2 separate regions of the Hordeum vulgare genome follow, and region 2 is linked to region 1. The links are chromatin contacts, called in public Hi-C maps. All regions are on one chromosome and are shown on one strand. The core of a region is the stretch at or near the end of the contact, and the rest is flanking DNA. Distances in the headings are between cores, read along the strand shown. Region 1 holds the start of LOC123407658 (60S ribosomal protein L17-2). Region 2 holds the start of LOC123409718 (exocyst complex component EXO70A1-like).

Region 1 (6,013 bases), core at 1,823-4,322:
CGTGACGAATCCTTCACCGATAGCTTTTCGTAGGGGTCCATGCGGGAGTGAAAAGGACATGAATTAATGATAGAAGTGAGGGGCGAGAAAGGGGATTTTTTTGCCACCAAAATAGTCCTCCTTTGCTGGTTACAGGAAAACGGATGTCCAGACTGTGTCGTTGCATTGTTTTCACGGTCCGGACCGCTCTTTCGTGGCTGTTTTTTCCAGTGCGGATTATACGCGTTCTTTTACGACGCCCACTACAGCCTTCTTTGTTCGATCATGACTTCGGTGATTTGACATTATACAGCCACGGAATTGGACGGACGGGCTCTTCAACGGTTTGACCGCACCTGGATGGTTGCCTTCCCAGCACGCTCCATGCGCACCGCGTCTGCCAGTAGACTGGCTGCAAACTCGGTAAAATAAGCCATTCGCATTAATTAAATAAAATATTCTTCAGCGGCAAACAAAGGATGTGCAAGTGCAACAATGCAATTAAGAATTGCAAAGAATCCGGGTAGCAGTAGGCCATCTCTGTTCCTAAATATAAGACGTTTTGACAGTTCAACTAAAAAGTGGATCATTCAAAGCAACCAAAAAGTGAATTGCCAAACTCTTAAGTGTACAGCCCGAAAGGACAAAGATCTCTAAGAAACAAGTTCTGGTGGGCTAATGCTCGAATATCCGAAACAGTTTTAGCATATATAAAGACCATTCGCAATCACAAGGATAGCATCAACCTTAACAAATCCTTACTCCATGTTGGTACCAAAAACATCTAGGAGGCAACAAACACTGCCACCAAAGGTACTTGAAAGGAACTACAACTAAGATTCTCAGACAAATGCAGCCACTCCGTTAGCTTAGATAGCTTTCCTTGGTGCAACGACGTTGTCAGCCTACAAAAGGAGACAATATATACATGCATTACGAGACACAGCTAAACAAAGCGCATATAAGAACAGAGAGCATGGCAATGTAATTATTGTAACACCGATTTAAAGGTAATTTTCTTGAGAGTTTCATTTTAGATAGTTAGAAAACATTGACAAAAAATACAAGTTTCAAACCAGGAATAACTGAAATAAATGCAAAGGGATAAAATGAGCATACCTCCTTCTTCACAGGCTCTTCCTTCTCTGACAAGATCAGCTCAATGTGGCAGGGGTTGGACATGTAAGCTGCCATCAAGAAACATTAGCACCATGTCCGATGAAAGCAAACTAGACATTTCAATATAACACGCTTGACAACTTACGGTTGATGCGTCCATGAGCACGGTACGTCCGGCGCCTCTGCTTTTGGGCTTGGTTCACCTGGATGTGTGAAATGTAGAGGTTGTCGACATCCAAGCCTTTAACCTGTACAATAAGAAACAGATCTTCGGTTAACCAAAACAAAAGTTGAGAGACTATGATGCATATCAAAAATAGAATGAGAAGGATAAAGCAGCAGCATACTTCAGCGTTACTCTCAGCATTCTTCAGCAAATCCAGCACGAACTGGGCCGACTTTGCAGGCCAGCGACCCTGCCCATTTGGCTGGCGGTTCTTTACTTGTGCAGTACGGCCCACACCTCTGCAGTATCTACGGAAGGGAATTGCTTGCTTGTGAGCGAGAACATCCTCAAGGTACCTCTTAGCCTTGCCCAAAGGCATCCTGCGAAGAGCGAAAGCTGTCTCGCGTGTGTTCTGCATCCAGTATTAACAGGTTAGCAAAACAAGCAAAACAAACAAGAGAAGATATACCAATTTGACAATGATGCTACTGCAATATCAGCGTAGCACAGAAATGAACAAGAAAGAACTGTGCTGGCACCAGAGTCTATGATAAAATAACTGAACTTAGTTTTACAGATGCAAAAACTGACAGAGAAAAGACTACAGGCCAACAGCCCATTTCCTTCCTTTACAAATTATTAGCCCTAGGAAGAAATGGTAATATATTACGTACATGGGATATTTTTCACCAAGTACAGAGAGTGAGCAATGCTTGGTATACATGCCTCGACAGCAAATAATACTAAATAGAGCAGGCTAACGAATATTTGGGGTGCTCATAACTGAGATTATTCAACTTATGCAATGTAAAGATAAGAAACAAGAAGATGGGAAGATATCACATAACGTAAACTAAACTATTAGGATACAGAATCCTCTAAACGATTAATCCTGACTTGAATGTATCGGAGCGAGAATCTTCTAAAAGATTAATCTAGACTTTTAGAAAGGGGGCAAAAGATCACTGAGACTTAGGAGATTGAGCAGTGCAACATGCAGCAGCTTCACAAAGTGACAACTATGAAGCGAGCAATGAACACAACAATACTCAATGTTGCCACTACACTGTATGATATTTGCCAAAATTTAATGTGCAAAACACAGACTTCAAAACTGAAGCAACATGCAGCAGCTTCACAAAGTGACAACTCAGGGACTGTTCATGCAAACAACAGACCAGAACCTTTACTCGCTATGTTTATCACAGTTCAAAATCACGCCATTGGCACAATCCCTAACCCTAAATCAACAAGATCGCGTGAAAATTGACAAGCACGCTAGTCTGGGATCAATCAACCAGCAGAGCTACACCGCAGACAAAAGATCTCGCGTAGAGCAGGTTCACGAAACGTACCTTGAAGTGGACCCTGAGATCCTTGCCACATGCCTTGGCCGCTGCGCACGAAAGCACGAAACATCGGATCAAAACCCACCGCAAGGAGAAGGCGAACCACAAAGCAAGAAAGAAAGAAATCATCGAGGGGACAGAGGGATGGGAGATCTTACACTTGGTCGGGTTGGACGGATCCCTCGAGTACTTCACCTGCGACGGATGCAACGGCGGGGATGTCAGAGGAACGGCACATACAGCAGGCAGAGGATTGTGCCTGAGAAGAGAGGGGCGAGGCTTACCATGGCGGCGGCGGTGGGGTTGTGGCCGGAGAGGAGGGATGGGAGGGTGTGTGCTGGCCTTCGCACGAACTCTTCCAACAGGGGAAAACTGAGGAGGCGGCGGAGGTCTATGAGGAGGCGAGAAACCCTAGAGCTTAGCAGCTCTTCATGGGCTTACGGTCCGATGAGGATAAGCCGGCCCAGGTTTTGTCGCTCCGCTAGCTCGGTTGTGGATTTATCGGTGACAGCTTGTCGCACTGAGCGATAAATAGAAACCACCCGCGTGAGCGACACCAAACCCAACTTACGCTTTGTTTAATCTCTCCCTATCTATCCCTATCCCTATCCCTTCCCTATACTAATAAAGCACCGACGACTTCTGGCGCGTCCGTCGCCGCGTTTTTACATAAAAGCCCCTCCGTTTCTAGGTATTCAACACGCAGTCTCTATGTAAATGGATAGAGAAAACGCTTTGTGTTTTCAGAAAGCCCCCTATATTTGTAAGAATTTTAATCGCGATCCTTTATTTCATCTTATCCATATGCTCCCTCTCCAGCCGCGGCGACGTGAAGGACGGCGCAGGAGGAGGGAGGTCGCCTCCATCTGGCCGTCGCCGGTCGTGCTCGCGTGGAGGGAGGGAGGCGGCCTCCATCAAATTGTTGCCCCGCACGAGAACGCGAGGGTTTCCTCCGCCACCGCGACCCCATATCCCTCGCTCCACGATGCCCATCCCTGTTCCGCGGTCGTCGAGTCTGGACGAGGTCGGCAGGATCCGCTCGCAGGTGAAGTGCGTCGAGCCCCGCCACGGTGGTGGATCCCCGGAAGGGCAAGGATCCTGCCCCTCCTTCTCCGAGGCGGAGCTCTTCGGGCAGCAGCATCAGCTCCTCCACCCGCTCCCACGACTACGCCGCGGCATTCAGAGCCTTCCAAGGCGCGGAGTCGAGTGCCGCTGCGGCCGCTAGGTTCAGGCGGGTGAGGTGGAGCGACCCCGTGGTGGAGGAGACGACGGAGGTGCAGCTGCTCGACCCCAAGACGATGTTCGATCAGATGCTCATCGAGCGGCTGATTCAAGAGCAGGTGGCAGAGGAGGTGCCCGGCGCGGCGGCGCAGCTGTTCGATTCCAAGATGGTGCTCGACCAGGTGGTCATCGAGCGGCTGATTCAAGAGCAGGTGGCCGAGGAGGTGCCCGACGCGGTGGCGCAGTTGTTCGACTCCAAGACGGTGTTCGACCAGATGGTTATCCAGCGACTGACTCAAGAGTAGGCGACCGATGAGGAGGAGAACAGAAGATGGAAACAGCAGGTGATGGCCTCTGCGACGTGCTCTTGTTGTTTCTTGGGGTTCTTGGAGTCTCTGGAGTGCGTTCTTGAGCGTTTCTTGGTTTCTTCTCGAGCAGTTCAACTCGTTGCGCGTGGAAGAGGAGATGTATAGGAAGGAACATGTATGTGTGGCGTGAATCTGGTCTTTCTTGCTTGACTTTCTGTTCGGAATGTGGAATTGTGATCTCAATGTCTGTTAAAAATCATGGATGATTTAGTAGTAGAAACGAAATCTCGGGAAAATGTTGGGGGACAGTTTGACGATTAGGTATTTCCTGATTATTACTCGAGCTATACTTGCGGTGCGTTATGAAATTTAAAGACAGGTGAGTATCTTATTGTGATTATTCGAAATTGCTAAAGATTTAGGTGTTCTTCTTGATTCTTCTAATTGGTATGATAGCATGTTTTGCACTTTTGCTGCAAGTGAAAAGTGTGGGGAGATATGAGGATCATGTCTTTGCAGTAGTTGCTGGCTTGTTGTCATATTTTGGCAAGAAAATATTGATGCCAAAATGTAGTAGTTTCCTGTGTAGATGAATGGTGTTATAGGAGAAGTTTATCTGAATGTTTGCTCGGGATTACATGGCCAAACGTGCATTATCAGGATCCTTGGCTCTATGCTTTTTCCATTTTGCCATATGTTGCCTGAAAGGCTGAAACTGGCTCCGAAGCCTCAAAACTCGGTTCATATGAATAATTGGCAAGAGTAGAAAGGATTTGGATGACTCAACATTTCAATTTTTTTATCCCTTTCACCTTTGCTAATCCGAAATGTATGGTCTTGATGCTAAATTCTGTGGAGCAGGAGAAACTATCACAAGCAAAGGTGAAATCCAAGCAGGACAAACTACCGCAAGCAAAGGGGAAATTACCCTGGAGTAAGCTCAAGAACAAGGTATGACCTGAATCTTGGCCACTCTTCTCACTTGTGATTCTTTGGTGCTATGACCACATGAGCATTGTTGCACTTGCCTATTTTTTGTAGAAAGCAGAACTAGGAATTTTTTTCGTTTCTGCTTATTCATGTTAAATTCTTGGACCTGTTAGTGTAATCAAATTATGAAATCTTGGTTGCAGTGTCTTGTGGCATCCTAGCGTAGAGGAAGAATCATGAGGTACAAACGTCCATGTTGCTCGTGGGTCTTCCCACAATCTGGCATTGTATTTTGAAGGAAATGGCTATCATGTTGAAACTGTTGTTTGTAAAATGTGGGGAAATCATGAGGTCATGTCCCGATTACTGCAATATTTTGGTAACAGAGCCTCAAGTCGAACGTATGAGCTTCCTTTGCAAAAAGATGCAGTTATCAGAAACTTTAATCCAGACATTAGTTCAAGACTGCATGCAAAATCATTTGCCATTTACATGCAAAATCGGCGACCTGGAACTGGTTCGCCACTTGGTCAAGAGTGTTGCTGGAACTCTGTCTTCGTCATTTGGTCAATAGTTGGTTCAGAAGTTTCAGAATATAGTTTCATGTACATAGTTGCCAAAAATAAAGAAGCTTTGGTTGCACATGTTTTGTGGTCTTGCTATACTTTTTTTTTCTTTTGACCAGGAAACAGAAAAAAAAAATTGACTGGTTGTTTGTTAATTCCATTCGTTTTTCATTCCCTTATTTCTTGTTTTGAAGTACTCGATCTTCTTGTTGATTCTGTACAATTGTAGGACTGGTAGGATGTATGGTCTTTAACTTCGTTTTCTTCATTTCCTCTCAAATAGATTTTTCGTAAAGAAGGTAGGGAAATATGTTCAAAACATGTGAAGCACCAGGTTTGTCTCCATTTTGCTTAATGTAATGTTTAAAATGGAAG
Region 2 (6,013 bases), core at 2,610-5,109, 180 kb after region 1:
TGGATGAGTTGGATCCAAAAACATGGGTTAGGGCTTACCAAAATGATCTCCCAAAGTGTGATGTCTTACTAAATAACAATTGTGAAGTATTCAATAGGTACATTCTGGAGGCCAGGGAGATGCCAATCATAAGCATGTGCCAGAGGATCAAGGGCCAGAATATGGGAAGGAACTATGGAAAACAACAAGAGAGTTTGAAGTGGCATGGGACTATTTGTCCAAAGATTAAGAAAAAATTGGATAAGAATATTGAATTTGCAAGAACTTGCCATGCTGCACCAGCTAGAAAAGGATTGTTTGTAGTAAATGACAGAGGTGTGGAATTTAGTGTGGACACAAAAATGGAGAAGTGTAGCTGCAAAAGATGGGACTTGTCTGGTATCCCATGTTCTCATGGAGTCTCTGCTCTCAGATATGACAAGATACCACCAGAATCAAGGGTGAACTCTTGTTATTCAATTGAAACATATTGCAAGGCATATGAGCACATTATTATGCCTTGCAAAGATGTGAGTGAGTGGGCAAAGATGAATGGAAGAAAAATCATACCACCACCATTTCAGAAAAAGAAAGGAAGAAGGGCAAGGAATAGGAGAAAACAACCTGAAGAGAAACAGGGGAAAAGAGGTGTTCAAATCAGTAAGTCAGGTACAGTAATCCATTGTGGATACTGTGGTACTGCTGGTCATAACATAAATGGATGCTTGGACTGGAAGTTAGGGTTGAAACCTAAGAAACTATCTAAAAGTCAAAGAGTTAGAGCAGAGCCAGATGTGTCCTCTTCAGATGAAGAAACTGTTGCATCTATGCAGGATATCAATCTTCAAACAGCAAGGGTTATTAACCATGAACAACAATTTTATCAGCCAGAGATAGTAACATCTTTACAAATGCAGAGAGAGGCAAGGCAGAGAGATGAGATTGTGCAAGGGCCACTGCCAGAAAATGCTTTCATACAGCAGCAACAGGACCTATCACAGCCTGCAATTGAACCTACAACTGCAAGAAAAACAGGAGATGTACATAGGAAGAGAGAAGTTGTTGCACTAGCAAGGCTAAGAGATGCAGCTAAGAGAAGAGAGATAGCAGATCAGGCCAAATTTGATGCAGCCATTGCAAAATTAAAAGAGGAAGAGGAGAAAATCAAGTTGTCTGCTGAGAAGAAGAAACAAGAACTTTTAGCAAAGAAACAAGCTGCATTAGAACAAAAAAGAATTGCTGCAGAAGAGAGGAAGAAAACTAGTGAGGAAAAGAAACTAAAATCCCTACAGGAAAAACTTGCCATGGCAGACAAAAGGAAAGAAGGAATGGAGAGAAGGAGAAAGGATATGGAAGAGGCAAAACAATTGAAGGCACAAGAGAGAGAAAGAATTGCTGCAGAGAAAAGAAGAGTTTGCAATACTAAATTTGCTGCAGAGGAGGCAATGTTTCTTATACATCAAGCAGATGAGTTTGATAGACAACAATCTTTTCTACAAATAGATAAGGAGGCACAACAAACTACATAAGCAATGGTTGAGGAGGAGAGGATGAATGCATGTCAGCAACAGCAACAACCAACACTGAACAGAACTGCAACAAGTTCTAGTCAAAAGAGGAGAGTTTTTAAGAAACCAAGAAAAGTGAACATGTTTGATGAGCTCAGGGGTGGATGAAGAGAGAAGAGAAATATGTGAACATGTTCTGCTAGCCTCTTGTAATATATAAACTGTTAGATGCACTAAGATTGTCTCTTTTGTGAACATGTTTGATGCACTAAGGTTGTCTCTTTTGTGAACATGTTTGATGCACTAAGTTGTCTCTTGTGTGTCATAACAATCATTTTCATTTTCATAACAATGATCACATTGCAACATACCAGCACATAATCAGTGAATTACATTCCAGGTTCACAAAAGATAGATAGCACTACAGGAACTACAACATACCAATACATTCCAGATGCACTACATTGACGATAAACTGAACAACATAGATAGCCTACAGAAACTACAACATACATCAATCGACGTTGTCGTCGATTTTGCCAAGCACAATGCTGAATTTGTGTGTGCGAGTCAGGTCCTCCCCTTCGTTTGGCAGCCATTCATCCGGCAGGTCTTCGGCAAGCAGAGGACCACGATCAACAGCCTCTTTCAAGTGACAAATGACAGGATAAACTAGCGTCTTCTTCTTCGGCGAGGATGGCCCGTACAACGACGCTTCTTCACGCGCGACAAACTCATCAAGAGATTCTGGAGGAGGATCAGTACACAGCGCAAGCTTAGGCTTCGTTATCTCCACGTCCAGCAACTTGGGCACTTTCGATGGGTCACGGAACCACGCAGTTACCTCCAGCTCCCGTCGGTTCTTTGGCGGTATCATCTCTATCAGGTCACCACCCAAATCCTTCAGAACACCTATAACTGACTGCATCGACCAAGCTTGATCTGGAAGCCCTACGAAACTTAACTTCGGCTTGTACTCCAGACCAGCCGCAGTGGCTCGAATCTCTCTGACCCAGCGGTGAAATTGGATCCACCGGCTGCAACACTTGAACTTCATTGATGATTGCAGCACTAGCGTACACTTCTCCTCCGTTGAGAAAAACAGCCACAAGTCATGCGGGGGGCACGCTACCTGGATGCTCACCTCCGACGGCAGGATGCCACAGCACGCCTTGATGCTGGCCAGGAGAGCCGCCGGTGTCACAACCTCGCCGTCTCCAAGCGCACTGGCCAGAAGAACGAACTGGCGGTAGCGAGCTTCCAGCGCGTCCATCAATGGCGTCCGTGCCAGCAGGACACGACTCCTCTCTGGACGGAGACAGGGCTCACCACGACGCCAAACCTCGTGTGGGTAAGCCCTATCCAGCAAGTTGCGGTTGGATCCATCACCGCCGACGACCACCGCCGCCGTACTTCGGCCGTCTTCGCTCTCCACGCTCGAGCTACTCATCGCCGGAGGGGGTTGCGGGTTGGATTTGGGGATTTTCCCCCTCGAACTGGCTCACCTAGTCTTATCCAGTCCGCACTTACAGGTGGGGTCTCAGCTGACTGGTGGGGTCTTAACTGACGGATGGGCCATGCGGTGACGTGTCATTCGGTGTATTCGTGATAAGTATATGCCGCGTAGAGCAGGGACGGCAACTCCAAGTACCAGAACTGTATTGGTGACGTATTTCCGTGTATGAGGATAGTATCGAAGCAGTTCTCAACTTCCTGGACTGGATTGGAGCTCGCCGCCAACTTCCAGGATGACAGATGCAATTATCTCTCCAAATTGCGTGTGTGCGTGTGCTTGTGCATGGCCGCCCCCGCTTCCTTGGCCTAGACTGCCAAAGAAAGCGATTTGTCTTTCAAGATGGTTGCTAGAGAAGAGACATGGATGAAGCAATGCACCGCGTTGCAAAGGTCCATGGAGACAGGAATGTTTGCCTCTTCAATCTTTTTTCATCGGATTGCCGGGATCATGTACATTTACGCAAATGTGGACTTGACGATAACGAGATATTCGCGATATGACAATGACTAGTGAACAGTAGCATTATTTAATTCCTTTTTCAGGGCAAGTGCCATTGTTCATCTAACCTTCTGTGTCGGTTATGAAAGATCAGAAGTCTTTCCCCTTGACTTTTCGGCGGTTCGTGGGCCAAATGTGCCGGCTTACTGGGCCAGGAGGCCGCCGGGCATTGACTTGTCTCTATTCTCTAAGCAAGTATCTCTACAAAATGTCTATAAGCAAGTGCAGAATAGTAGAGACTGACCACGGTCCACGCAGGATATCGTTGATGAACACCAGAACACGTTTGAGCGACCATCCGATTAGAAACTGATGTATCAGGTCGAGTGCTATTCAACTGTGTACACCTTTTTTTTCTGCGAGAGAGAGAGAGAGAGCTGTCTTAAAGAAAGAATGAATCCTGATGCTCTTACTCTAATTAATCAGTGCGGTATCTCAGTTTCGTGCAGAACAAACAGGGCAACTATTGGGGATGATGTTAATCCTGACTTTTTCGTGAAGCTGACAGAGGATCAACCGTCCAAGTACTACTATTCAACTGAAGCAGACAATCGGTTGTTCATCTTTTATAAACGAAAAGAAAGAAAGTAGAAAAGAAACGGGGACATTTATCTGTCAAGCGCAGGTATGAACCGTGCCTCTCAATATTCTGCGGCGGTCCAAAAACCGCGCTGATAATCTGGCAATTGCTTGACACGGTAACCGCGACCGTGCTTCGTTTGGTTGGTTGGCCCGTCGCGCGTCAACGTTACTACAAGGCGATTAAAACCACGGCGTAGGTGGCGGATACTTTCTCCCGGTCTTCCCACGCCACCTCCATCGGCGACGAGACCACCGAACAAGAAGCAGAAGCAGCAGCAGAAGCAGCAGCGAGGTTTCTTGCTGTTTCCTCCATCGGACGATCGCGTCGTCCTCGGTCTCGGAGGCGCCGCCCACGGACATAGTGAAGAGGATGGCCGTCTCCAAGAACGCCGCCGATGACATGATGCGCGTGCTGTCTATCTACGACGCGCGCTTGCTCCCGACGTCCCCTCCGGCGGAGGGTCAAGCGACCGGGGAGGCGTACGGGTGCGATGAGAGGGATGAGGGGGAGCAGGAGCAGAAGGAGGAGGAGGAGGCGTTCGCGGCCGCGGAGGACGTCATCCGCCGGTGCAACTCGTCGTCTTCGTCGTCCGGCATGATCGATTACCTGTACGCCGTCGACGACGCCCTCACCGCGGCCGCGCTCCAGGGCGGCCTCGCCTCCCGCGCGGCCGAGGCCGTGCAGGCCGCCATGCCGCGCCTGGAGGAGGAGGCGCGCGCGCTGCTCTGCTCTTCGTCCGCGCGGCGCCTCTCGCTCTCCTCGGACGACCTCGACGACGCGGCCACGCCGCCCGACGCGTCGCCGCGCCTCTCACCGCGCGCGGCTGCCTCCGTCCGCGGCGTCGCGGACCGCATGCTGCGCGCCGGCTACGGCCCGGAGCTCGCGCAGGTTTACGTCACCGCCCGCCGCGACGCCCTCGCGGAGGCCGTGGCGCACCAGCTGGGCGCCGCCGAGCCCGTGGCCATCGAGGAGGTGTTAAGGATGGAATGGCTGGTGCTCGACCAGAAGATGCGGCGGTGGAACCATGCCATCCGGGTCGTGGTCAGGACCCTCCTCGCCGGCGAGCGGCGGCTCTGCGACGAGGTCTTCGCGTCCGACGAGGAGCTCGGCCACGAGTGCTTTGCCGACGTCTCCAGGGGCTGCGTCCTGCAGCTGCTCGGCTTCGCGGACGCCGTCGCCATGTCTGCGCGCGCCACGGAGAAGCTCTACCGCACGCTCGGCATGTACGAGGCGCTCGCTGACGTCGCGCCGGAGCTCGAGGCCCTGTTCACGGGAGACGCGCGCGAGCTCTTCGGCGCCGAGGTCTCAGCCGTCGCCGCGCGGCTGGGCTCCACCGTGCGGCGCACGATCGAGGAGTTCGGAAGCGCCATCCAGGGCGAGTCGTCGCGGAGGCCCGTGCAGGGCGGAGAGATCCACCCCATGAACCGCTACGTGATCAACTACTGCGGCCTCCTCGCGGACTGCCGCAGCACGCTGGACATGATCCTCGTCGACACAGCCGATGCGGTCGACGGCGACGAAGCCCCCAGCGGCGGCGGCGGCGCTACATCGACGCCGTCAGGGCGGTGCATGCTCGAGCTGCTGACCGGGCTGCTGCGCAAGATGGACGAGAAGTCGTGCCTGTACGACGATGCCGGCCTGAAGCACATATTCCTCATGAACAACCTGTACTACATCGTGCAGAAGGTGATGGATTCCCCGCTCCGGGAGCTCCTCGGCGACGACTGGATCCGCCGGCACCGCGGCCAGATCCGGCAGTACGAGACGGGCTACCTCCGGGCGTCGTGGATCACCGTGCTATCCTTTCTCAGGGACGACGGCGGCAGCGCGGCGCCGACGGTCAAGGACAAGGCGAGGAGCTTCAACGCGGCGTTCGAGGAGCTGTACCGGAACCAGACGGCGTGGAAAGTGATCGACCCGCAGCTCCGG

Evidence for each region. A called contact is a pair of places that touch in the nucleus more often than the background predicts.
Region 2: a Hi-C map of seedling shows a contact between it and region 1, with 2.2 times the contacts expected there. The contact joins the promoter of LOC123409718 here to the promoter of LOC123407658 in region 1. A contact is called at or near these places in 2 of 6 Hi-C or Micro-C datasets (leaf and seedling) and 1 of 1 datasets of contacts at active chromatin or transcription factors (embryo).

What each region holds. Positions count from the first base shown.
Region 1 is chr7H:202,949,030-202,955,042 of MorexV3_pseudomolecules_assembly, forward strand. It overlaps LOC123407658 (60S ribosomal protein L17-2), which reads right to left and starts at 3,073. Exons shown (of 7, transcript XM_045100843.1): 1 at 2,898-3,073; 2 at 2,772-2,808; 3 at 2,620-2,660; 4 at 1,446-1,676; 5 at 1,244-1,346; 6 at 1,099-1,166; 7 at 667-884. The coding sequence starts at 2,900. The coding sequence ends at 849. LOC123412522 (a long non-coding RNA gene) reads left to right here and starts at 4,149. Exons shown (of 3, transcript XR_006613528.1): 1 at 4,149-4,178; 2 at 5,004-5,093; 3 at 5,922-5,972.
Region 2 is chr7H:203,132,436-203,138,448 of MorexV3_pseudomolecules_assembly, forward strand. It overlaps LOC123409718 (exocyst complex component EXO70A1-like), which reads left to right and starts at 3,860. Exons shown (of 1, transcript XM_045102579.1): 1 at 3,860-6,013. The coding sequence starts at 4,454.